Regions from separate parts of the Mus musculus genome. Here all the other regions are linked to region 1. A link is a contact called in public Hi-C, HiChIP or PLAC-seq and capture Hi-C data. All regions are on one chromosome and are shown on one strand. Each heading gives the region's core, a stretch centred on a gene start, on an enhancer-like site or on the middle of the called end of the contact. The rest is flanking DNA. Distances are from core to core; before and after follow the strand shown. Region 1 holds the start of 4732465J04Rik (a long non-coding RNA gene). Region 2 overlaps Ube2n (ubiquitin-conjugating enzyme E2N). Region 3 holds the start of Eea1 (early endosome antigen 1). Region 4 has its middle 7.7 kb from the start of Gm33336.

The links. A called contact is a pair of places that touch in the nucleus more often than the background predicts. HiChIP or PLAC-seq counts read pairs in DNA pulled down with a chosen protein or histone mark. Capture Hi-C pulls out chosen DNA fragments and counts their contacts.
Region 2: a contact with region 1 is called in an H3K27ac HiChIP or PLAC-seq map of heart atrium, with 6 read pairs. The contact joins the enhancer-like site here to the promoter of 4732465J04Rik in region 1. A contact is called at or near these places in 5 of 484 Hi-C or Micro-C datasets (embryonic fibroblasts, embryonic stem cells, liver and 1 more) and 8 of 115 datasets of contacts at active chromatin or transcription factors (embryonic stem cells, heart atrium, hepatocytes and 2 more).
Region 3: a contact with region 1 is called in a capture Hi-C map of embryonic stem cells, with 2.1 times the contacts expected there. The contact joins the promoter of Eea1 here to the promoter of 4732465J04Rik in region 1. A contact is called at or near these places in 1 of 15 datasets of contacts at CTCF or cohesin (the NIH/3T3 cell line), 1 of 484 Hi-C or Micro-C datasets (cardiomyocytes) and 2 of 9 other capture datasets (embryonic stem cells and liver).
Region 4: a Hi-C map of liver shows a contact between it and region 1, with 2.6 times the contacts expected there. The contact joins the enhancer-like site here to the promoter of 4732465J04Rik in region 1. A contact is called at or near these places in 1 of 15 datasets of contacts at CTCF or cohesin (the NIH/3T3 cell line), 10 of 484 Hi-C or Micro-C datasets (the C2C12 cell line, Sertoli cells, brain and 4 more) and 6 of 115 datasets of contacts at active chromatin or transcription factors (Th17 cells, acute myeloid leukemia, embryonic stem cells and 3 more).

Annotation. Positions count from the first base shown.
Region 1 is chr10:95,770,335-95,777,018 of GRCm38.p6, reverse strand. It overlaps 4732465J04Rik (a long non-coding RNA gene), which reads right to left and starts at 3,886. Exons shown (of 5, transcript XR_380952.1): 1 at 3,812-3,886; 2 at 3,254-3,296.
Region 2 is chr10:95,535,399-95,542,082 of GRCm38.p6, reverse strand. Ube2n (ubiquitin-conjugating enzyme E2N) reads right to left here. Exons shown (of 4, transcript NM_080560.3): 2 at 632-878; 3 at 305-445. Among named protein-coding and RNA genes, the nearest start is that of Mir3058, 21 kb to the left of the region's middle. Within about 2 kb of position 2,577, at least 4 of the 459 cell types and tissues checked have an H3K27ac peak or open chromatin away from gene starts, as enhancers often do. A contact at or near this core is called in heart atrium, where this site is marked.
Region 3 is chr10:95,936,442-95,943,125 of GRCm38.p6, reverse strand. It overlaps Eea1 (early endosome antigen 1), which reads right to left and starts at 2,463. Exons shown (of 29, transcript NM_001001932.3): 1 at 2,154-2,463. The coding sequence starts at 2,177.
Region 4 is chr10:95,621,227-95,627,910 of GRCm38.p6, reverse strand. No RefSeq gene overlaps it. Among named protein-coding and RNA genes, the nearest start is that of Gm33336, 7.7 kb to the left of the region's middle. Within about 2 kb of position 2,455, at least 49 of the 459 cell types and tissues checked have an H3K27ac peak or open chromatin away from gene starts, as enhancers often do. A contact at or near this core is called in embryonic stem cells, hepatocytes, kidney and 1 more, where this site is marked.

The DNA of each region.
Region 1 (6,684 bases), core at 2,637-5,136:
AGGATGGAAGGAATACCCTCTACCTCCCTCAGAGACCTTAAAAGTATAGTAACTAAACTGGATGTGGTGATACACAATTGTAATCCCAGTGCTTAGGAGGCAGAGGCAGGAGGATCAGGAGTTTGAGGCCAGCCTTGGATATACAGAAGGTTCAGGGCCAGTTTGGGATACACAAGAAGAAAAATAATGTGTGCATGCCCGTGTGTGTGTATGTGTGTGTGTGTGTGTGTGTGTGTGTGTGTGTGTGTGTGTAGTGTATATTTAATATATAATAATAGGTAATAAATAATGTATATTATTTTATAATATGATATGGTGTGTTTAGAGAGAGAGATACTAGAGATAATTATATACAATAAATAAAAACCAAAGCAAATGGTACATAGTAAAACAGATTCTGTCATACACAAAAGGTAACACTACTCTAAAACGTGCTAAGGCCATAACATGTGAATATCTATGATATCTAACATTTGTTAGGTACAAATCACAGAGACAGCATGGCAGCCAATGTGGACCAATGGCTTGTTCTCACACAAAAGCAGCTCTGAAGGGATACAGTCACCAGAGACCTAAGTCCTCAGTCTTTTACTTCTGCTCCCCCACATCTCCGTGTGGCTGCTGAAATTCCAGCTATCCCATCTACCTCCCAGGAGAGAAAGGAGAAAAGGGACAGAGAGAACGTGCATCTTCATTCCAAAAGCCATGTGCATAGAATTGCCATATTTGGCAAATGAAAATACAAAACTACTGGGGGCTGGAGAGATGGCTCAGCGGTTAAGAGTACCAGCTGTTCTTGCAGAAGCCCTGAGTTCAGCTCCCAGGACACACATGGCAATTCACAACAGTGTAACTCCAGTTCTAGGGGACCTAACACCCTCTTCTAGCCTCCACAGCTATCAAGTATGCACATACATGCATGCAGGCAAAACACCCCTACACACCCCTAATGAAGGAGCTAGAGAAAGTACTCAAGGAGCTAAAGGGGTCTGCAACCCTATAGGAGGAACAACGATATGAACTAACCAGTACCCCCGAGAGCTGTGTCTCTAGTTGCATATGTAGCAGAAGATGGCCTAGTCGGCCATCATTGCGAAGAGACGCCCTTGGTACTGCGAAGATCATATGCCCCAGTACAGGGGAATGCTAGGGTCAGGAAGCAGGAGTGAGTGGGTTGGGCAGCAGGGTGGGGGGAGAGTATAGGGGGCTTTAGGGATAGCATTTGAAATGTAAATAAAGAAAATATCTAATAAAAAACCTGAAAAAATAAAACCACCCCTACACATAAGATAAAAATAAATAAACCATTAGAAATATAAAAATACTATAGCAAGCACAACACACACACATGCACGCACACACATACTTGTAATTTAAAATTATTTTGTTTGCCAAAATTCAAATTTATGTAAGCGCCCTGTCCTGTGACACTCTTACTATGAGAGAGGTTAGGAGATGTCATCTCTTAGACACGAATTTTGCCATGCTAGAATTGTTTCTACAGAAGAAAAAAAATAGAGTAAATATTGAATAAGGAGCCAATAGTCTTTGTCAGAAAGAAGGCAACAGGGCTTCCTCCATGTCCTCACACCCTCTGGGGGCGATTCTGAAAGCATCGGCTCCTCATGGTCGCCAGCTCCTAAATGTCAGTGGCTTTCTCTATCTAAGTTCTAGAGGCAAAGTATAGACACTGTTTTTTTTTTTTATATATATAAATTGACAAGAGTGTGGTATGTTCAGGTGGCTACTGTCCTTTTCAGAAGGGTAGGGAGCTGACAATACTGTCATCTCTTGAAGTGCATTTAGAACTTAGGTCAGAACAACACAGATGTGTTGTCCCAGAAGCCAGGGGTCCCTTGGAAATGTGTTGGATACGAGCGGGAATGCTCTGCTTTATTTCAATCCTCTGAGTCTCCTCCAGTGGAGGACACACGCTTATCTTCAGAGGTGTCAACAGCTCTGGACAGTGGGGACAGGACTGACAAAAGACAGCTAGTTTAAGAAATTGTTCTGTCATAACCCTGTGGCTCTCATCGCTCAGTTATCTGATCCATTTCGCTAAAGCTTGGTTTACACTCCGGGTCTACTCTAAAGCGAAGGGAGAGATCAGTAGAACAAACAAATGGGCTACATTAAACTCACTCCAGATTGTCCATGTAAGAGTCAAGTCTGAGGTCCTCCTTGTCTGCTCTGGCATGTTAACTCCTACACAGTATTTCGATGTGCTTTAAGGTTTTGCTCTTAGTAGTACCTGAAGGACTTGGGGAAGCTCAGTCTGGGACAGTGTCTGCTTCCAAACTTAATCTCCTCCAGCCTTAGGTTCCTTTCCTGAATTAACTGTGTGGCTCGCCAAGTTCCAAAAAATAAGGAGGCGTCCCTTTGAAAATTTTTTTAAATACTAAGCCTTAGCAAGTCTGCGTGCACCTTTGCGCACAACTTTTCTGGTCACATTCCGGGAAGACTGCTCCATGCAAGCTTGCAGTGTAGCAGTCAACACAGCAGGCGCCTTGCCTGAGCCCGGGCCACATTCATTGCCGGGCTTGTCATATGCTCTCTCGCTATTTATACTGCTTTGGGCCAGTTACTTGATCCTTAATAAAATTTGCCTCCAAGATGCCCTGCAGGGAAAATGACCTAGCTGGGGAGGGACCCTGTTCCAACTTCCTAACTGCTGATGCTCACCAAGTATCCTCTGAAAAGGTTGCAGGGGCTGGTGGGGGGGGGGGGAGGGGGAGAAGGTCTATGCCACTTCCTGGCATTTAATGGCACCAAGTGTTTTAGTGTAATATATTTATATCCCCTGTTCACGGCTGCCTTCCCTAAGTCAACCTCTCCCACATTGGCTCGGCTGTAGATGGCCCAGAGCAGTGTGGAAACTTGGCCTCATTCAAGGTCAGAACATTTGAGAAGAGGAGGGGTCACCCCAGTGATGATTTTTTTTTTTTTTTAACCAATCTTTCCTTTTTTTTTTTCTTCAGAAAGCAAGAATGGATCTATGGGGTGGAAATAATGAACCATTTATATCCCAAAATGAGACTGCCAGGAAAAACAAACACCAAAAGAGAACATTTTATCAGAGGGTTTACTGCCCAAGGCTAACGGGGTACAAGGTACTGAGTGTTCGGTGGCCTGGGCCAAGAGCTACAGTAAGTCATGCCTTTCCCTCCTGCCAGCCCGATCAGACTGCCTTAACCACCTGGTGGTGAAGAGCTTTAGCGTTGTCTAAGTGAGTATGGGCGGATACACCACATACTTGATAGCAACGTAGCGGCTGTTGCCACACTGGACAAGTGCGTCTGCGTAATAGTTGCGTAAGTCAGAGAGGCTCAGGCGGAGTACATCAGTGGGGGACCTGCTAACCTGTGGCTTATGTAACTAGGAGCCAGCCCTCCAGGGTGCTTCTGGTCGCCTTGGAAAGAATGTTCGGTCTTTGAACTTGGCCCGGGCTTCCAGCGGTTCTTTGCCCCAAAGGTGTGTGGAATGGCTCAGCTGTCAGCACCTGCTGGGGAGATAAAGGAGAGCACCCATAGCCTGATCCTCGTTGAGCACCAATACAGAGGAGGCTAGTGACAGGACCCAGATGGCCTCCCCCTCCCCACCCCACCCCACCAAACACCCTACGTGGATGGAGACCAAGGTCCCTTTATTTAAGGAGGCAGAATCCATAAGCCTGCTGCGATGGAAGACAAAGGTGAAAGGATTCCCTCTAAGCTAGGAACCTTAGCTATGACAGCACACTGTTGCATGGTCTGGGCATTGTGCTCTTCCCTGTGGACTGGAAATCTGGCACTCAGCTTTTCTCCTAGCTTACCTGGAGCAGGATAGTAAAGTAGGTCAAATTTGGGTCTGCTGCCCTCTCACCTCCAATCACCACACCGCTGCCCATGTCGAGACCTAGCTGTTTCCATCCGAGCTTCCAATCGTTCTTGCTCTGAACACCTGCTCGGCACCAGGTGTTGTGCCAAACACCAGGCAGTGAGCAGGCAGGACTTCCTTGGCACCGGGTGACCCCCTGTAGTGCCCTGGGCCTCTACCCATGTCTGTCAGGTTTGCCATGAATCCACGTGGCTCACACTATGTGACTCACACTACTAGTCACCAACTGTGGTTCTGTCCATCTCAGCCTTGGAGATAGGAGTCTTTGTTTTCATCATTACATATGAATGGATTATTCCTAGGAAACAATGGCAACTGTACATTGTTCCTGGGGGTTTCTGCAATCCTAGCACTTAGAGGATTTGAGGCAGGAGAATCGTGAATTCTAGGACAGCCTGAACTATGGAGTGGAAGCTTGCTGAAGAAGAAAAAGTGGATGGCCAGAAGAAATTATGTCTCCTACAGAATGGACCAGGACTCACTGGCCAGTTGGAGGTGGGAAATGGAGAGGAGGCCCCACAATGAGCAGAATAGTTCCATTCCCAGCAGAGATCAAGATACCTCCATCACATCCTCACGTATTGGTGACCTGAGTGTATAGTGGGTGAGAGAACACACTCTAGAGCTGGATTGACGAGGTAGGTTCGAGTCTCAGCATATTAGACTAAATGTTAAAAAGCACTTGATCTTTGTCTTAGTTAGGGTTTTACTGCTGTGAACAGACACCATGACCAAAGCAAGTCTTATAAAGGACAATATTTAATTGGGGCTGCCTTACAGGTTCAGAGGTTCAGTCCATTATCATCCAGGTGGGAGCAAGGCAGCGTCTAGGCAGGTATGGTACAGGCAGAGCTGAGAGTTCTACATTTTCATCTGAAAGCTGCTAGCAGAAGACTGGCTTCCAGGAAGCTAGGATGAGGGTCTTAAAACCCATACCTGCAGTGACACACTTACTCCAACAAGGCCATGCACACTCCAACAGGGCCACACCTTCTAATCGCGCCACTCCCTGGGCTAAGCATATACAAACGATAACCGTCTTCATTCCTTCATTTGTCTCTCATGAAAAGAAAGACAATGGAAATGTCTAATTGTATCTAAAAGGGTGTTTTAGGGATTAATATGCATTAATATGTGAGAGATCTCCATAAGATTGAGGTGCATAGTAAGCACTCTATAAGTACGGACTTTGGTTTTACACTAAAAGTCTATGCTTTTCTACTTTGCGGCCAGATTCTCACTGGAGTCTCTATTCAAAAACAGATGGCTCCTTAGCCAAGCTGCTGTTTCCTCATCCGTAGAGTGGGAAGTTGACCAAGGATGTTGGGGCAAAGTCAGGTGACCATGTTCTGGTCTCTGATCTCTTCTGAGCATGGGTAACTCATGTAACTTCTCTGTCTCCTGGAAAATAAACTTCGTTTCTCAGTCCCTCAGACCATTCAAATAATGCTAAGACTCCATGCCATGCTCTTGCTCATATCCTTGTAGATGGCTGCTTCACGACACATTCCTTTAGGCTGTCTTTAAATCAACTCACTGGGGTCCTTGGAGTGCACAATAGTATTTTTGTACTCAAAGATTACGCTTAGAATCTTCTAATTCATAATTGAAATTTTAAAACATTTGCACAATGACTGAAAATCATCTTACACGCTCTCATGCATACACCATTTGCACCTATAGATGTTCCATAGCATCCTAGGAAACTCCGGGTCCCTAAAATGCTTTCCATGATTGTTGTTCTATTTTTCTGTGATGGTTTGATTCTGTATGTGTTTAATAATTTTCACCTCTGTGGGAGAAATGATGGGGCTATGCTTCTTTAGGGAACTAGCTTAGGACACAGTGTGTTAGAAATCATTTCATTTAAAATTGTAAAAACACCCAAGGGCAGAGCTGTGAATCGCCTACCAACCCGCAATACCTTTGGATAACTGCTAAGGGTGCAAAGGTCCTGGCCCTCAGCAGCACCCCGGAAATATTACCTCTTCCAGCCTCTTGCCCTCTTCCTATGTCCCTTCTTGATGAGTGGTCATTTGTCCATGTAAAAAGTGAGCCTGGTTCCTAAAGAGAAGGCAGCCCAGACCATTGTTAGGGCAGACTGAGTATTGTCTTCGCGGTCACCTTCAGGAGAGGTTCCAGGTCCAGAAATGTCTGTTCTAAGAAAGAAATTGCCTTCCTGAAAGCTACTGCTAAAAGGTCTTGAGAAACTGGTGCTTCTTCTAAACACCCTTCAGCAAAAACTAGAATAGACAGCTACAACATCATTGCAACCTCCCGGGTTCACGGTCTGAGCACTTTCTCAAGCTGCCTGGTCTTCCTTGGCACCTTCATGGATCCGTGTTCAGCACTTAGTGAGACACATATTATTGTAAAGATCAACACACTTCGAAGATAGTTAGGAGGCCATGAACATCTTGAAAGCAAGGAATGTATCTTATTCATGTTTGCATCCCTAGAGCATAGCGAAGCACCACACATGCACAAGTATTAAGTATTTGTTCCATAAGTGAATGGGTGGATGAATGGATGGGTAGGTGGATGGACAGACGGATGGATGGACACATGCATAGTTGGATGACACTGGTCTCACACTTATATAGCCTTTAGTGTTTTAGTGGTATCTTAGTCAGGGTTTCTATTGCTGTACAAACATCATGGCCAAAAAGCAAGTTGGGAGGAAAGGGTTTATTTCAGCGTATACCTCCAAACCGCTGTTCAGCACTAAAGGAGGTCAGGACTGGAACTCAAGCAGGTCAGGGAGCAGGGGCTGATGCAGAATCCATGGAGGGATGTTCCTTACTGGCT
Region 2 (6,684 bases), core at 1,328-3,827, 230 kb after region 1:
ACAGATAGAAAACGTTCTTTCATTTTTGAATAGATGATATGTTTATAGCAGGAAGAAGTTTGTTGATTCTATAAATGGCTATATCCTTTAAGTGGACCATAAAAAAAGAACAGTTTCCAAGTTTTCTAGTATCTTCACATACTGCCAATACAGTAGTCATTATAGTATATACATGTGGTTAAACACTGCAAAATCTCCTTCACAGAATATTTTTAAATGTAAGCTTGTAAATAAAACATCAAATGGTAAGGGACCTAGCTTGAAAAGCAGAGCAGGTGAAAGAAAGAGAATAGATATTAAGTACCTGTTTCTATGGCTTGGGCTTCGTTGGTCTTCCATTGCTCGGCTACATCATTTGCTAATGGATCATCTGGATTAGGAGCACTTAACAAAGCCTGGATTGATAGCAGAACTGTGCGGATCTGCAGTGCTGGGGACCACTTATCTATGAAGGTAACAGGCCCAGTATATGATAAAGCATGGACAACAGGCCCAGAACTGCTGCACTTCCCTCCCACACACTCTGGGGCTGTTAGCATACAGTGAGATTCCAATGCTTACATTCTAAATGTAGAATGCTTAGGACAAAAAGGACACGTTAATAAAGCACAGGGTGACAAACAACACTTACCTTTCAAAATATCTAAACATATTCTTCCCAACTTGTCTACATTAGGATGATAAATTTTGGTCATGAAACGTACTTTAGGTGCTGCCATTGGGTATTCTTCTGGAAGGAATAGTTCAAGTTTAAAAGTCCCTCCCTCAAAGGGGGAATCCTGGGGGCCAGCAATGACCACATGAAAATAACGGGCGTTGCTCTCATCTGGTTCTGCTTTAATGCCAGGAACTGGTTCTGCCAGCAAACGCTGGGTTTCCTACAACAGAAAAACAAGCATACCTGTGAAACAAATGTCATTTCACTAGACACCAAAATTAAAATTAGGAAGTTCGTCTTTTGAAATTAAATATAACACAATCTCCCAATGGCATAATTTTCACATAAAACGTGAAACTCTTCTTTGAGTTCTTTTAAGAATTTCTTTGACCTCTGCATCATGCCATAATAATGCACACACCCAAAACAATAATAAAAGGCTTTATGGCAGGTATGATGGGATACACCTTTAATCCCAGCAGAGGCCTACATAGTGAGTTCCAGGACAGTCAAGCAGCCAGGGCTATATAGGAAAACCCTGTTTCCAACCAACCAGCCAACCAACCAACACCAGACCATTCATGTAACAACAACCAACTGAATATAACTGCAGGACATTATCACATTCTAGATTGGATTAATAAAACCAATTTTTATGCTCACATAAAAGGAAAAGAAAAATGACACCAGGGTTGCTACAATAGGCAAAGCAACCTGCTCTAAATTATATTTAAAACCAAGTCACTGGGCAGGAGAGATGGCACAGTGATTAAGAACACTGACTAGTCTTCCAAAGGTCCTGCGTTCAATTCCCAGCAACCACATGGCTCACAACCATCTGTAATGGGATCTGATGCCCACTTCTGATGTATCTAAAGCTACAGTGTACTTATACACATAAAATAAATAAATCTTAAAAAAAAAAAGCAAGAAAAATAGGCCATTGAACTCTTCTAAAATTTGGTCATCCTTTGTAGTCAAGGGCAGACGAGGTCTAGAATTCTCAAAAATCTCTGGATGTTCAAGACTCTTACATAAAATTGTACAAGTATTTGTATTTAAACTACAAAAATCTTTATATTTCAAACCATCTCTAGATGACTTATAGTGCTTAAAACAGTGGGAATGTTATGTAAGTAACAATACACAAAATAGGGAAGAATGACAAAATTCTTGTTCAATAAAGAGACCACTTTGCCATAGGATTTTCCAACTTCATCTGGCGGAAGCATGGACGCAGAGTGCTACCACACTCTGGAGGTACTGGAGAAAAGAATAAGCCTAGGAAACTGAGTGTGGCAACAACAGCTCTCATACTCTTGGAAGCACATATCTGAGTTCAAGGTCAGCCTCTACCTAGCAGACTAAATAAACAACCTCCTAGTACTCTGCCTGGCTTCCAACCTGGACCTTGCCATCTTGTACTTCCAGGTTCTACCTTCTCCAGTTATTTAAACGTCAAAGCCTGGCAAGGGACTCCTGTGCTCTGCCTACCTTTCAATTCACCTTCATTTATCCCCACACCCTGACTTTTTGGTTCATTTAATCTCCTGAAAGTTCCTCAACCTACTAGACATTATTTCTACTTCAAAGACTATACTTGTCCTTTTCCCCCAGGAAAAGCCAAAAAGGGACCCTAGCCTTTATTTTAAGCGGAAAAAGATGTTAAAGATCAGCAGAGGGGCAGAGAAATAAAATAAAATAAATAAATAAACAAACAAACAAACTAGGCGGCAAAATTTCAATTTTGGCCCTTTCTCAACTTTGTTTTATCCCAAGTCTCCATGAAAAGAAAGAAAGGCTGAAAGAGGGGGAGGGGGTCCAAGATTCTAAGTAACCACCACTCCCGGATTATACATAGTAGCAGCTATTTAAAGGTCTAACAAGCTACCCAAAGTACCTCCAAGATCAGATCCTAAAATAGCTCAAAAATCACTGTGCGTTGTCAAATTCCACACTCACACCCTTGTCATCCATTTACCTACTCTTAGTCAGGCACTCTTCCCAGAGAATGCATTAGTGGGGTGTGGGGTGTACACCTGTAGTCCTGGCACTTGGGTGGCTACGGCCAGAGAGCAGCTAGTCTGGGTTCCAGGCCAGCCACACAGCAAGACCCTGTCTCAAAAACCAACAAGTGGAAAGCACCACTGTGACCTTACTGATCTAAGATTTCACTGGAATCTACACTACAGAGTAGTTAGAGATATAAAGCATCCCTCCCATGTCACCACACAATATACAGATCATCATTTTATCTGATGAAACACTCTCCATTTCCCAAACTTAGCATAGGTTGTGAGAATAGAAAAACCTGACACCAGTGTCTAAAATCCATACCCACAGTAGGAAGAAGGGAAGGAAACACTAGTGGATATAATCTCTCTCCCTCCCTCCTACCAAACATAAGGTTAACCACGAGGAACCTTCAGGTCTTACAGTGCTTCGTCGTAAGGACAGTAAGTGCAGTGTGGTTTAAGTGACAAAGCTGAAGTTCCTACTGCTTCACTTGTTTAACTTTCTGAGCAAGCCCGCTTTTTTATATTTCATATAGTTGTGGTACTTTCCCCTTGCACACAATTTGTCTTCCCAAAGCTGCAGTTATCCTTGGTCAACCCCAATCAAGAAATATTAGTTGATGGGCCAGCAAGACAATATGGCAGGTACAACTTGGCACACAACCCTGACAGCCTGAGTTCTATCATCAAAGCCCTCCTCCACACGGGTGCTATGGTGTGGATGTTTTCTCTCCTCCCACCCTCTCTTTCATATATAAAACAATGCAAGAGATTGTCCTGTCACTAGAGTACTAGGATCAAAGGCAGGCACCACCACTCCTGGTTTAAGTTTTTTGTTTTTTGAGACAGGGTTTCTCTGTGTAATCCTGGCTGTCCTGGAACTCACTCTGCAGATCAGGCTGGCCTCAGAAATCTGCTTGCCTCTGCCTCCCAAGTGCTGGGATGAAAGATGTACACTACCACTGGCGGGCTTGATTTAAGTTTTATGCACTTTTCATCCCTTCAGCAAGACACCCCCCCCAATATGATCTTTTCATCTAGCTATAGCATAAAATCTCACACTGCCGCACACCTGGATGTAAAATTACCCTTAGTCCAGCATATCCAACAAAAATACTCTACTGGTCCATTAGTCACCAGTCTCGGCTCTGACAACGTGTGTTCAAACAATCCACATTTTGCTTAGTGTTAGTGATAGTACTAAAGTGATGACTGCTAAAGAGAAACAATAAGATGTTTCCCTCAGGGTTAGAGTCTCCTTGCTGAGCTTTGACTACCAGCACCCATACTAGGTGTCTCACAACCATCCCTTATCTCTATTTCCAGGGGATCCAACTCCCTCTTCTAGACTTTGTGCGCCCCTAGTGCATGCACACAAATGTATATATATAGTAAATGATAAATAAATCCTTTAAAAAAGATAAAAAGCCTGTTTCTCTTTAATGAAAAGGTAAAGGCTATGCTACAGAGTGGAGCTGAGATTGTCTGTATGACTTGTAGGAAACCTTTGGTCCTAGCACCACCTAACCTAACTGGGCATGGTAGCACTGGCCTATAATCCAGAACTATCTTTGTTCCAAATTAGAAATGTAGAGAGGGAGAGAAAGCACTGACAGGGAAAGATCTTGATTTCAGCAACTTTTAGGGTTTGTTTGTTTGGTTGGTTTAAACCAAACAAACAAACAAAGAAACAAACTGTGTACTGCCAGGTGGTGGTGGCGCATGCCTTTAATCCCAGCATTTGGGAGGCAAAGGCAGGTGGATTTCTGAGTTCAAGGCCAGCCTGGTCTACAAAGTGAGTTCCAGGACAGCCAGGGCTATACAGAGAAACCCTGTCTTGAAAACCAAAAACCAAAACCAATCAAACAAACAAACAAACAAAAAAACAACAAAAAATATAGCTGTGTACTTTTTAAAAAATTGCAATTTCAGGTATTTGTTTGTTTGTTTGTTTTGGATAGTCTTTCTCTGTGTAGTCCTGGCTGCCCTAGTACTCACTCTGTAGACCATGCTGGCCTTGAATTTACAGAGATCTGCCTGCCTGCCTCTGCTTCCTGAGTGCTGGGATTAAAAGCATGTACCACCACTGGCCAGCTAAAACAAAAAATAAATAAATAACCTATAAATAAAGTTGTTCAAGAAAAAGAAATCTGGGGGCTAGAGAGATGGCTCAGCAGTTAAGAGCACTGACTGCTCTTCCAGAGGTCCTGAGTTCAAATCCCAGCAACCACATGGTGGCTCACAACCATCCGTAACGAGATCTGACTCCCTCTTCTGGAGTGTCTGAAGACAGCTACAGTGTACTTACATATAATAAATAAATAAATAAATAAATAAATCTTTTTTAAAAAACTGACTGTGATGCTTCAAATTATTATGTTAAGTAGAGAAACTGCAATACTTATTTAAGACATATTTGAAACTGCAGTCACACCTTTAATCCCAGCACTTAGGGGGGAAAAAGAAGGCAGAACTCTTAAATTTGAGACCAGCCTGGTTTACAGAGTGAGTTCCAGGACAAGTGCTGGAATTAAAATTGTGTACCATGACAAATGGCAGAAATAGTATTTGTAAACATGGCTCTACCAACTAAGTTAACATATTCTCAGTCTCCCTCTCCCTCTCTCCTTAGAATGGTAATTTTTGTGAAAATGGTAAATTATTTCATAATATTTTTCATTTAACCCAATATGTTAAAAATGTTATCTGAACATGTTATCAATATATAATGGCTAACAGAATATTTTAATCTTTTTCCACACTAAGCCTTCACAAGTCCAGGTTTTAATCTATACTAAGCACATGTATCAATTCAAACTAGCCACATTTCAACTGCTCCATAGCCACTAGAAGCTAGCACCTACAGAATAAAAAACAAAACAAAACAAGGTACGTTTATTACTGACAGATCATTAAGAACAAATGAACTTCATATATGTGGGTAAATTTTTGTAGAGCAACTTTAAACTGTCACGTTTTCCACTCAAAAATAATCTCTAAGTAATATAGGAAGATATGGAATAACTAACTGGTATATGTCATGAAAGCTCTCTGCCAGTCCCTTTAGATCAGAGTTGCTGTCTGCTGCAGTCAAAACACTGTCTAAAAATGATAACGCGGGGGGTGGGGGTGGGGGAGAGACGACAGAAAAAAGCAAGGCAACTAACAACACGATGAAATATTGATTAATCACCAAGAAACCATTTTAATTCTTCCCGTTAACACCACCCTCTAGTGGACATAAGACATCAACAGATTAAACAAAAACATAAAATACTCTTTAAAAAGTTCGTTAGTGGGGGCTGGTGAGATGGCTCAGTGGGTAAGAGCACCCGACTGCTCTTCCAAAGGTCCAGAGTTCAAATCCCAGCAACCACATGGTGGCTCACAACCATCTGTAACAAGATCTGGCGCCCTCTTCTGGAGTGTCTGAAGACAGCTACAGTATACTTACATATAATAATAAATAAATAAATCTTTAAAAAAAAAAAAAAAAGTTCATTAGTTCACTCCAAAAGGTGAAGTCTTTTTCTTCTCTTCAAAGTACCATGTCACTTGTCTAAGCTAAGGTTGGCATTAACGTAAATGTCCTTAAAGGGGCCCATTCTGATCCAGACTTCAAATGCAAGGCAAAGAAGTGAATTAATTCACTCAATCCTCATACTCATTTAGTAAACGAGGAAGAAAAGGTAACCAGTTAGAAAAGAAAAAACTAGGAAACAGCAGAGCCAAGACTGAATACAGGCGTTGGGCTCTAGTCGACCTGGTTTCTTAATCTCTATGATACAGACAGGCAATTAATTGACAGTGAACTATAAAGGTCCAACTGGTCTGCTAGGGCAATAAAGAGCACTGGAGTTAAGAGAGGACTATTTTTAGACCTTAGTAATCACCAGTTCATGAAAGAAGTACATTTAAGCAATAATCTCACTTTTCCTCCATTTTTACTGAGAAGGTATAGTTTCATTAACACAAGTGAAAGATAGGAAAAGAATCTTTGGTTGAAATCTG
Region 3 (6,684 bases), core at 1,214-3,713, 170 kb before region 1:
CCCCCCAAGGATCCCTTGCTCCTTTTATGACCCCATACTTTTATAAATGCTATTCCCTCTTCCTGGCATGTCCTTCCCTCTCAAGCTATAACTATGTCCTCCTTCCCAAAGCTTATCATAACTGCCTAACAACCTCCTCCAAAGTAGCTCCCAGAGCACTCCTCATTCTTCCAGTTCACAGCACTGTAATTACTTTTTCATGTTCACCCCGCCAACCAAGTTCCGAGTTCTAAAGGGAGGGCTACATCTTATTAAAAACCATTTCATAGCTCCTAGCATTATACATGGATCCTACTGAAGCTCTCCACTGTAGACGAGAACATTAACTATGAGAGACATTTCAAACTTTCCTATTGAAGGATAGATATATCCATATATCCATATATATGTGTATATGTATATACATATACATACCATGGTGGATCTCAACTAGGGGCAATTTAGCCCCTAGAGAACATTTGGTCTGGAGATAGTTTTGCTTGCCTGAAGCAGGTACAATATTAGAAGGAATGTAGCTTATCATTTACTCAATAGAAGGGATGGATGACTTTAGCTACTGACAAATGCACAAAGCCACCCCTACGATAGAACGACTTACTCACAAGTATCTCTAGTTCCAAGGCTGGGAAGCCCATTTGTCAATCTGATGTATTCAAATATGATGATTCAATAATATATTTCAGCAATAACCACAGTAAATACCATGTTTCCATTTTGACAGAAACTTCTAGATCAGATAAACAAACAACAATACGAAGAATGATCGTCATACAATCCCAGGTCTTCAGAACTGAAAAACCCATGTTTTTTGAAAGCCAAACTGTTGCCACCAGAAGCAACTCCCAAATCAGAAAACATTGTTGATAAACTTAAAAGCAAACCACAAACTCCTTTTCTCTTGGGTAACTGTATGGGGGGGGAGGGGGTGCACTCACGTGTGCGTGTGTAACCTGAGGTTAAGGTAATCAGTTCTCTTAAGCAAATCAAGCCATCAATCATGCACAGAAGCCTTTGCTGTTGAACAAAGCAGCTGATGGGGAGAGTAAAGGGTATGCCCTTGCTTGCTACCAAGGTTCAGCTCTATCAAAGTTTCAAAAAAACTACCAAAAACGATTGCAAAAGGAAAAAAAAAAAAATCCAATGTCCCCACAGAGGGCCAGAGCAGACGTTAACTATGTTTCCTCTGATGTATGACCAGATGACTTCAATGTTTCACAGAAGCTGTCTAAACAGAATCTTCCCTTCCTGTGTACTGGCTGACTCAACCCTCCTTGGCACATTTCTTAACTAAATGCTACACATTCAGTAAGTTCTTGTCCTTTGAACTAATTCTCCTACTCTCTAGGTAACATCTCTTTACATTAACCAGCTGCAGAAGGGAGCGAATGGAAGCTATCCAAAACACTTGAGTAGGCAACTCTTATTAGAAGCGATTTTAATTATGTTATTCTAGGAACTGGTACCTAAACAAAACATCTACGGCTTTCCAACGCTCTTACCTTTTTACCCTCAAGATTTCCCAGATTTTACATTGAGATAGCCCTGGTGGAAACTAAACTGGAGTGTATCTGCCGTTTGAGCCATTTAGTCCTGGATAACTAAAATGAGGTTCTGGGTCTTGGAGAGGAAAATGCACTTGTAATTCTTAAAAGAAACTTTCCAACAGTGAGTAATATCTTCCTTCTCCACCGACTTTGGCAGTTCAGCGTCTTCAAGTCCCAGGACTAGGCCGGGTCTCCCATGACCCTCCTGTACCGTGCAGATAGATGAGTAAGGAGGCAGACAGGCAGGTGCGTGTCGTGGGAAGGTGGTGGCACGCTGGGGCAGGGAAGGGCCCCGCAGCCGCCCGCAGCCGAGCACCCACGGGCGCGGAGCCGGGAGCGGGGAGCGGGGAGGGGCGCGCGCGGGCACCACACCCTCCAGCCCGTGGTGACAGCCCCGAGCGCGGGAGCCGAGGCTGGAGGCCCTCCGGGCTCCGGCCTGCGCCCCGCCCCACCCGCAGCCCGGCTCCGGCAGGACCAGCAGGCCTCGGCGCACGCTGTCACCGGGCCTAGCGGAGCTCTGAGCGCCCCCGCCCTCCAGCCCGGGCTGCCCCGCGGCCGGGCTCGGACGCTCGCGCTCACGTGCTGCCGGAAGGACGGTTTCACTCTTACCCTCTGCAAGATCCTTCGAAACATGGTTTGGCCGGCCGCCGCCGCCGCCGTCACCGCCGCCGCCGCCGCGGGGACTCTCCGCGCCCTTATGCGGGTTACTCACGACTGGAGGGCGCGAGGGGCCGGCAGCCGAGCCGGGAGGGAGGAGGGCGGGGAAGAGGCGGCGGTGGACGCGGCTTTGGCGGCCCCGACTTCCCCACAGGCGGCGAGAGGCTCACGAGCACGAGCCAGCGAGGAGGGAGCCAGCGAGCGCCCGCCTGCCGGGCCGCCCCCGTAACTGACAGCTGGGCGGGCCCGCCCGCCCGGGGCCGAGGGGCGGAGCCGCTGCAGCCCCGCCTCCTCGGCCTGTCCATCCGCGGGGAGGGCGGGGCCGGAGGGAGGGCCGGCCCGAGGCTTCGACCAATCGGAAGCGGGGCTAGTGTGAGAGACAGGCCACAGGAAGCTGGTGCCTTGGCTTCTTCCGCCGAGAGCTTGGACCTTGGGTGCCGGACCCTGCTCGGGAATGTTGAGGGTTGCCTGGTGTTCTGATGGAGAAGATGCGTGGGGACCTCACGGGTCCCGCCTGGAGGTGTCCCCCACACGGGGATGGAAGAACAGGTTTTAGAGCTAACTTCAGCTGAGCCCCAGCCTAGGATGGAAGTTTGCTAGCGCTCTTAGTGCAGCAACCCCGAGCCGGATCCTCCTCTTGGCTGGAAAGGCTGATTCGACCTCTAAACTCCAAGCCATTGTGGACCCGAGAAACCAAGGCTTACTTAACTGTGTTGGGCTTCCCCCTGCTTTTCCATACCCAGGTTACCCGCTTCCTTCCTGCTTCTGATTGCAATCAGAGCAACAATAAAACATGGGAGGAGGCTGGGTTTGGGATTAACTAGAGAAGTTTGGGTTTATCCTTTTGTGACAGGGCAAAGGTTTCTTCATCTTATTTCAGCTGGAGCCATCCTTGTTTTAAGCTGAAACACACACACTTTTACTAGCCCTTCCGTGGGAAAGCACCTAACTATGTTCTAAAAGCAAGGGGTAGAAATACCCCAGCTAACTTCGTGTCCTTGGCTTCTGTTTAACCACTTGCTTGCTTCCTCCTTCAACTGCCAGCTAGGATGTGAGTTTTCTGTGTTCTTTGTCTCTAGAAACTCTCTGTAATGTGCATTCGGGGTTGCTCTGTTATAAGTGTTTCTCTCCCAGGCAATTCCAGTGCTTGGGAGGCCTCTGCCAGGTTCTAGATGACTAAACTGCACAAGGTGAAACTTGGGATACTGACAGTACCTAGTGACCTGGGAGCTGAGAGAGCAATCAGAAAGGCTGGGAACTGGGGATGCCTAGATTGTGGGGTGGGGGAAAGCATTGAATACCTCAGGTAAGGTTTCTCTATCTGTAGCTAATAATCCTAGGGACTTGTGGAAAAGCTAAATGCAGTGTCAGTTTCTGAGTCGGTGGGGCCTCCAGGACGCTGTTAGGTCAGGATTGTGGGGGTGGGGGGGCTACCAGATTTGAGAACTTTGTCCTATTTTTGTATTGTGTAGATTGCTTGTGCTGTTCATTGTTCTTGAGAAATTTAAAATCATGGGTCAAAATTCTTCTACCCAGAAAACCCCTTGAATCTGATGAACTCTCATTTTAAGAGTCTCCAGAGGAAAGCTCACGAGTCTGGAGAACAGATCTCAACGGGAAAATTAACTACTTTGTGTACCCTTGATTGGTCTTCACTTCAGGTGGGCTGGCCTGCTGAAGGCTACTTCAGCCTTCCTCTTATGCACAAAGGGCAACGTGTGGTCTCTAATAAACCAGGACACCTGGACCAGTATCCCACATTCTGGCCTGAAGGAGTCCCAAATCCCAGAATTTAAAAACTTACTGACCAGATCTCTCCCCCAACACCACCATTTTTGTTTCAGAGAAAGTAAATGAAACTAAGGTGCAGGACAAGTGTTGGCCTCTGGTCCTAGCAGCACCGTCAAGGGAGTTATGCTGCCACCCTCTACACCTAGAACACCAGCCAGGCAAAAATACATGTCACCAGATCCACTGCTGAGCCCAGCTCACACCTGAAGCGGATCCTCTTATCAACCCCAACCACCCGATCATTCTCCTATTTCTGACTCTGACCCCCCAGTCCCCTCCTGACTCCCGTTTGGAGGCCTCCTCCCCACCTGCTCTTCTTTTAAAGGCACACCAGGCCTCCTTGGGCTGCCAGCTGCAGGACACCCCGACCCTCCCTTTCATGATCCTTCCCAGGAGCCTCATCTTTTGCCACTCTCACCTTGAGGGAGGCTTCTAGTATGGGGCTCTTCCAGGATAGGAAAGGCAGGAGACTCCCTCAGTCTGTGATAATTTATGTTCTGTTCTCCACTACTAATCTGTATAACTGATTCTGCAGTTGCAAAACCTCTCTCAAAAGCCTAGGACATCAAATAGAACAGGGTCTATCCACATTAGAAAATCTATTAACACAGTGGAAGAACAGGAGGAATCATTCGCTGATGTGGTTTTGCAGTATGGCAGGGGGCTCAACCAACTGCAGAACAAGGAGGTTAAGAGAAAAGTGTCATTTCTACGCAAACCACTCGGGAATCATTAGAGATAATTTGGTTACACTCCAAAGGAAAAAAAAAACAAAAACATAAAAACATTGCAGAAAGAGAAAGAACCCAAAATCGGGGAAAACAAAGAATGATTCCGCTTCTCATTTTCAGGATCCTCCTAGCTAATAAGTATACTGCCAGCCATAGCAGTGCCTATAGCCCTTCTGCTCAGGCTAATTATTGCCTTAACTGGGTATATTAGATCCCAATATAAACAGGTACCCACACAGAGTCGAGAGTTTGACTCGAGAAGTGTGATGCTTACATTATGCTTAAAGTTTACTATCTATAAGGGATTCGAAAATAAAAATACCTCTAGCCTGAAGAAGCTATGCTCAAAAACAAATAACTTCCTGGAATGTTAAGTATTCCTGTAATTGCTTGGTCTTGTATAATTTAACAGAAACTATTGTTCTTGTAACAGGCCACAATGCTAACCATATTTTCCATCTCTGTAAACCAGCTTTCCTTGCTCAAGATAATCAAAGTTGCAGGACAACTGTTTAATAAATTGAGCTCCTGCTTACACACACAGAATTCTAGCACATAGGCAAGATATGTGCTAACAGGTAACCAGAATGTAACCATATAGTTTTTACCTTTATAAACTCCTGACTAATATGGCTCAGGGCTACCTACATCTTGAGAAACCCAAACATACATGTAGTTCTGGTGCCCATATCTAAATAAAGCCTCCTCTTTGTTAAAATGTGCTCGTGGTCTCACCAGTGAATCTCTGGACAACCCTATTCCCCTAACACTAGGAAAGGGGATAGTAACCTCTTGTGGTTGTTTGCTGTGCCCCTGTTCCCAGGAAAAAATGACTTGAGGCTTTACTATATTTACAAACACCTTGGCCATACGTTTTGGGTAGTTCTCTGACTAGCTCATAACTTAATATCCCATTTCTTCTAATCTAAGTTCTGCCATGTGACTCATTACTGCTGCTCAGCTTTCATGTGTCTGTCTTCCTTCATGTCCCAAGACAAGTCCCCTGTGCTTCTTCCCCCCACCCCACCCCCACAAAATTCAATCTCTCCACTGGATGTCCCATCTTCTATTTCCTGCCTAAGCTTATAGGTCAATCAGCATTTTATTAACAGGCTCTGCATCCCTACAGAGCACAAGAGTTTCTCTCTACAATAACCCACTCATTCTTGGTCATGCCTGATTTCCCCAGCCCCCTTTTGAGATAAGATCTCTTACATAAACTGAAAATCACTATCACCTCTGATCAAACCCAGACATATAAATACCCAGCAAAATGTTGGTGTCTTGTACTTTGTGAGAAAAAAATCCTCTAGCTGAAAGCCCTACCAACAATCAAATAGCTTGACTAGCTCTCAGATTTACAACAGACTCCTGGAAGTATGGGCAAAAATTAACCCTGGGCTTGCCCCAACTCCAAATTCCCACAGTTGTTCACTAGTTCAGCTACCATGGTCCATATTCAAATCATACCCAGTGACTCTAGAAACAAAAAGGGGAATTTTGCCCAACTTGTAAAGACAGACATCCTGTGATTTAACCTGAAACCTGTCACCCTGGAATATACCTCTCCTGCCTGTGATTTAACCTCTGACCTCTGATTATACACCAGTCCAAGACCTGAGGGAAGTGAGTAAGAGGGTCAAGAGCATCCACTCGGTCCTCAACCTATACACTCACAAACCTGATTCCTCCAGAGAAACAGATGTACGCTGCCTTGGACCTGAGAAATGAGATGCTGGTCAACCCAAACTTGCTTCGGAAAGGACAGACCCATTGAGAGGCTGTAGTGGGCAACTTTCTTGGACCAAGTTGCCCCAAGGATTTAAAAACTCTCCAGCCCTATTTGATGAGGCACTAAGCTCTGAACTTTTGCCCTTCCATCAGAAGTTTCCCAGGACCATACTCTTATAGTATGTAGATGACCTCCTCTTAGCCTCTGAGGCCAAAATAGCTCATAAAGG
Region 4 (6,684 bases), core at 1,206-3,705, 150 kb after region 1:
AAATTTATATAGATATGGAGATGGTCCTTATCATCAGTGTTGCCTCCTGATAAATTCATCAGAAACTGATGATGTTGTGAGTAAAAACTACACTCACTCTTATCATCCAGCACATGGACGTGAGATGATCGGGAGTTCAAGGCCACCCTCAAATGCATAGCTAGTTCAAGGCCAGCCTGGGCAACAGGATTTCTCGTCTCAAAACAAAAAGCAAAAGCCTTCACCGTATTGTGGCTGCAGCCTTTGGCCCTGTTTCCCAGCCAACAAGACATAATTTCTTGGTATAATAACTTGTGGGAGATGATATGAACTTAAGGGTGAGTCACCCTGGCTATCTGCCAGACTTCCATTAGACGGCCATTGAGCTACGTGCAGATCATTGGACTGGTCAGGGTGAGCAGAGTGCTTGGAAAGACCAGCCCTCGGGAACCATGGCCACAGGTCCAGGTGGAAGTCAAAGACAACATGAGCTACCCCATGATCCACTGTATCAAAGACTCGAGTAGAAGTTCAGACATTCAGATTATTGGAGTCACAAGCAAGAGGCTCCAAGATGGAGCTGACCCTGCCCCTGGGTCCTGGATATATACCACTTGGCCCACAAGAGTACCTGCAATTGTTAGACAAGTGTTTTGTATGTTAAAATAAATTTAGGGTTGAGTCACGGGGAGCAGGATGGCATGGGGGCGGGAGTCGGGGTTGGGGTTAAGTATTACTCCTGTGTCATGAATTGACAATTTAAATCAAAACTCTAAATTGGAGCTGTACATTTGGAAAATGATGTTTCTCTTGTTCTTTCTTGCTTTGCTGATAATTGGAGTTCTGCACAAAGAAATCCAACTCCATTTCTTGCCAAGATCACACTTCTTGAGTGCCAGTCAATGCCGTGGGTTATGGCCATTATAGGACTGATGGAGACAGGCCTCGGGCCTCTCAAGCCCCTCACCTGGAAGCTAACAATACACAATCTACTTGTTACCCTGCCTCCATTTTTCCTAGGTATCCTGAGAACAGCGGCATCCCCAAGTGCAAGGTCAAAATTGAGCATCAGATGAAATTAACCTTAAGCCGGTAGGACTCCCTCCAAGTTTCTCCCTGACAGTGTCTAAGCACTTTGCACATTAGCCGGTGTTAGTTCATGAAGCTGGGTTTGTGGTGGTAGAGAGATGGCACAATGTTAGTTAAGAGGACTAGCTGAGCAGACAGGAGGACCAGAGTTCAAATTCGAGCACCCATATAACCAAAAATGCAAGCTTTATCTCAAAAGAATAGAGATCAATAGAGGACAACATCCATTTCTGGCCCCTGCCCTCTAAGCCTACACAGGCACCTATACTATATAATACACCAGCAGTTCTCAACATGTGGGTCAGGGGGGCCAAACCACCCTTTCACAGGGGTTGCCTAAAACCATCTGTATATCAAGTATTTACATTATGATTCAAAGCAGTAGCAAAATTACCATTATAAAGTAGCAACAAAGATAATGTTATGGTTGGGGGTCACCACAACATAAGGAACTGTATTAAAGGGTCTCGACATTAGAAAGGCTGAGAACCTCTGTTATTGTGCACAACACAAGCATAAAATGTCACACACATGTGTACACACAAGAAATCAATGAGAAGATCTAATGTTCATCACCAAGTACAAGGTAAAAGTTAAACCACACAAAGTGGTCAAGGCATTAAGGCATGATAGAGCGGAGTTTTACAACAAAGAAACTAGAGGCTGGGGGTGTAGCTCCGCTGCTGGCATGCTTGCCTAGTGTGACAAAGCCAACAGCTTGCTGTGTCTATAATGGATACTACTTGATACTATTTGTGTATCTAACTGTGTCTATAGTGGATACTATTTGATACTATTAGTGCCTCCCGTAAACATAAAGGTTGGGAATGGATTCCAGACTCACACTGTTTGCTCTCTCTGATCTGCCTTTGCTATGGACTCAGGCCACATTTTCCTCACCTGTGAGGTGGGAATATCTAAGACCCTTCTCCCATGGCATTGCTCTAAGGATTGGGTAGAGCCTGTGGGTACAGTCGTCCTCAGGGATCTTGCTGTTACAAAACTGCCGCCATGTTCTTTCATGTACACACTTTCACATATGAGAGAGAGAGTTTAGACCTAAACCTGTCCTAAGTGACCACCCAGAGCCCAGCAGGGGACAGGCTCTGATCCAAGTGAAGCAGGCTCCCCAGGCAGAGCCCTGAACACTGAAGGAGCCTGCAATGACCTGCATTCAAAAGAAATAAACACAGGTTGAAGCCCAATGCCAAGGCCAACACCCACATCTCTTTCCCTCACCTTTGCCCACTTCGATAGCCAATCCCAAGGCAGCCTGGGGTTGAGATAGCAACCAAAATGGGCCAAACAAACTCATCTGGGGTTGGGGCTGGGTTGTTTATCACTAAGGAAGAACCAATGCCAAAGGCAGCTACCATCGTGAACTTGAGCTCCGACTTCCTAAACAAACAGCTTCTGGTCGTTCTGGATTCAAAGGGCACTTGCAGGGCTGGCCTGCGTGGCTGAAGTAAGATAGCCTCTTATGTAGCTGCGACTGGCCTTGAATTTATTATGTAGCCAAGAACAACCTTGAACTTCTCTGTGTGTGTGTGTGTGTTTGGGGGGGGGGGGGGAGATTTCAGGGGAGGTAAGAGGGATTGAGATAGCATTTCTCTGTAAAGCTCTGACTGACCTGGAACAACTCAGTCTGTAGACCAGGCTGGCCTGCAGCTCATAGAGATCTGCCAGCCTCTGCCTCCCAAGAATTGGAATTAAAGACATGGGCCAACCTTGAATGTCTGATCCTCCCAAGTGCTGAGATTACAGATGTGTATCATAATGCCTAGTTAATATATTCAATATTATGGTATCTATTCAAGAAGATGACTTTAAAACCCTAGCCAGGCATGATGGAGCACGCCTGACATCCTAGCTCTCTGGAGGTAGAGATAGGACGATCGGGAATTGAAGGCCAGCCTGGGCTAATTGAGACCCTGCCTTTAAAACAAACAACACACACATATAGAAAGAGACAGACTTAAAAACAAAACAAAACAAAAGTCATTGGGCATATTTCTGTTTCATCTTGTAATTAAATATTTTATCAGTTATCTTTCTTGGAAAAAATATCAGTTATTTCTGCATTTTATATGCATTGATAAATATTTTATTACAACTTTAATAATAAATGAACATTGGTTAAAAAAAGAAAATGATTCTCTTACAAATTCATTTGAACCCTGGTCTATAATCCCAGCATCCATTCAGGAGGCTAAGGCTGGGGAGTCTAGAGAATTTCAGACCAACCTGGGCTACATAATGGGTTCTAGGTCAGCTCTCAAAAAGGCCAAAACCAATCAATTAATTAATTAAAAAAAACAAACAAACAAACAACCTAATTCAAGCAGATAGAGGTGAAACAGGGCCCTGCAAAAGAAATAGATTTGGTGAATCAGATTTTCAATTTCTTTGGAGAGTCTTTCATCTGTTGGGAGAGTATGAAGTAGTTCGGAACCAGGAGCTAATCTTAAGGGCAGATCTTGGCTCAAAAGCATTTCTTCTCTCAAACAAATCTTCCCCTGAGGCAGTTAGTAGCTTGCGTTCCTCACAACCTGAATGTTGATGCATTCAGTAGCTAAGAGCTGCTGTCCTTCTGGATTCCATTGTTCTATTGTGTGCTTGTCAGAGAGCTGTCAAAGACAGGAACTATGTCGATGGTCCAGAAAGTGCCTGGTACTCAGGCTGCCCTCAGTCATGTGGCTCTGTTACCCGGTTACCTAGCACAACCACTGTACAAGGTATAGGACATGTCTGTCTTCAGCAGTCAACCAAGACACAAGTACGAAGCAAAGCCCCACACATTGGGGTGTGCCCACCAAAAAGGATTCCCATTCATTTATACAACACTTCTCTGGCCAAATAAAACAGCGTAACCCTAGGATCTGGCTATAAAGTATCACTCCCCCACCGCCCCCAACCAACAAGGCTGTGGTCCACAGTACTCTATTGCGTGCTTAGCTGATACTTCAACAGTTCTCTGAAGAAATCATTATAGAGTTCATCTTACAGGCAGCTGACACAGAAGAAGAAAACAACAACAACAACAACAACAACAACAACAAAACCTGAAGCTTTAGCATAGCGATGTGTCCAAAGCTAGCTTAGCTGGTTGGAATCTACTATGGGTGGATGGTTGCAACATCAGTCCAGGATTTCTGTTTCCCTTTACACGACAGACTGACTACCAAGCTGGATTTGAGACTTTGTTTTTTCGTTTTTCCTACCCTCCTCCTAGTTTTTCTGGGGGAGAAAAAAAAAAAAAAAAAAAAGGTTACACCTGAGCCAGGCATGGAGGAACCCACCTACTGTTGCAGCCACATGGTAGACTCAGACAAGAGGTTTGAGCTCTAATTTGGAGTCTGGGCCACAAGGCAGGATACTGGAGGATAAGGGGTTAAATCAAAGTCAGGCTCACATTCCAGTGACAGTGGGGGTCAAAGTCCTCCTCAATACTTTGGGCCAGTGTCCTTGGCAGCAGTGCCTCCTTTGCCAAAACAGGCACGTGTTTTTCCCTGAGCCTCTGGGGTGGGGAGTCAGTTATGGCACAGAGTGGTACAGGGCAGCAATGTGCACCCCAAAAGCCTCAAGGAAGCTGGCTCCCAAATCAGTACGAAGTGTCTCCAAGGGAACCTGGTTTTATTGAGAGGCACACACACACACACACACACACACACACACACACACACACACATATACACACACAGGTGGGGGGAGGGAGCTAGTGTTCTCAAGAAAGAGAGAGATAGAGAAAGGGAGAATATCTTAGCAACTGCAGTAAACAAGCCTTTAACTTGGTAGACTGGGTGTTGCCCAATAGGAATAAAATGGGAGCCTCCTGTGTAACTGGGGATTTTTCTAAATAGTCACACTGGAAAAGAAAAAGGAAACAGAAGACATTAATCTGAATTTTTTTTTTTAATTTTTTAATTTTTTTTTTTTTTTTTTTTTTTTTTTTTTTTTTTTGCTTTTTCGAGACAGGGTTTCTCTGTATAGCCCTGGCTGTCCTGGAACTCACTTTGTAGACCAGTCTGGCCTCGAACTCAGAAATCCGTTGGCCTCTGCCTCTTGAGTGCTGGGAATAAAGGCATGAGCCACCACGCTCGGCTGACATATCTTTTAAATAAATAAATTCAAGTTGGTTTTTTTTTCCAACACGTAATTGTTACCAAAAAAAAAAAATTTGAGGTTCACCCATTTGAGTTCTTAGTCCCAGTGGGGTGTGTGTGTGTGTGTGTGTGTGTGTGTGTGTTTTCAAAACAGAATTCCTCAAAACCTGACTGTTTTTGAACTTGCTTTGTAGACCAGAGAGGCACAGAGATCCACCTGCCTCTGCTTCCTGTACCACCACACCTGGCCCTAGTTCTTAGTCCTATTAATAAAATAAGTTTAAAATGGACTCAGAAGGAAGCCTGAGGACAATTTCATTAACATTTGAGAGAAAAACAATAGAACAGGCAAGTTCTTATAAATCCCAGCAGTTGCAGGGAGGGAAATAGAGAAAGAGTCTTGTCTTTTTTTTTTTTCGAGACAGAGTTTCTCTGTATAGCCCTGGCTGTCCTGGAACTCACTTTGTAGACCAGGCTAGCCTCGGACTCAGAAATCCGCCTGCCTCTGCCTCCCGAGTGCTGGGATTAAAGGCGTGCACCACCACGCCCGGCAAGAGTCTTGTCTTTTAAATAAGATAGAAGTCAGAGAAATAGTGAGAAAGCCCAGAGTGTTGACATGTGCATAGGAGTGCCTCTCTGTGGATAAGCGTCAGAAAGACACTCGGTTTCAGGGTCTCGTATTCCAGGCATAAGGCAACACCTGGACTCTCAATCAGAAACAGAAACATAGACAGAGTGCTCCCAAGAATCGGAATGAGCTAATGAGCTAGGAAAGGGCCCCAGAAGTGCTCGGTTGTGTGGTCAATGAGCCTTTGTAGGATATTATATATATACTTAACACCCAGCTCTCCCAAGTTTGTCTATGGAAACATTTTCTCACATATGCTTTGTTAAAAGGAGAGTCCAGATGAAAACCAAAGTGTGGACACTTCCCCCCTTCTTAGAATTGGGAACAAAACTCCCATGGAAGGAGTTACAGAGACAAAGTTTGGAGCTGAGACAAGAGGATGGACCATCTAGAAACTGCTGCACCCAGGGATCCATCCCATAATCAGCCTCCAAACGCAGACACCATTGCATACGCCAGCAAGATTTTGCTGAAAGGACCCTGATATAGCTGTCTCTTGTGAGGCTATGCCGGTGCCTGGCAAACACAGAAGTGGATGCTCATAGTCAGCTATTGGATGGAACACAGATCCCCCAATGGAGGAGCTAGAGAAAGTACTCAAGGAGCTAAGGGGGTCTGCAACCCTATAGGCAGAACAACAATATGAACTAACCAGTACCCCCAGAGCTTGTGTCTCTAGCTGCATATGTAGCAGAAGATGCCTAGTCAGCCATCATTAGTAAGAGAGGCCCCTTGGTCTTGCAAACTCTATATGCCCCAGTACAGGGGAACACCAGGACCAAGAAGTGGGAGTGGGTGGGTAGGGGAGCAAGCAGGGTGGGGGAAAGGTATAGGGAACTTTCGAGATAGCATTTGAAATGTATATAAAGAAAATAATAAATTAAA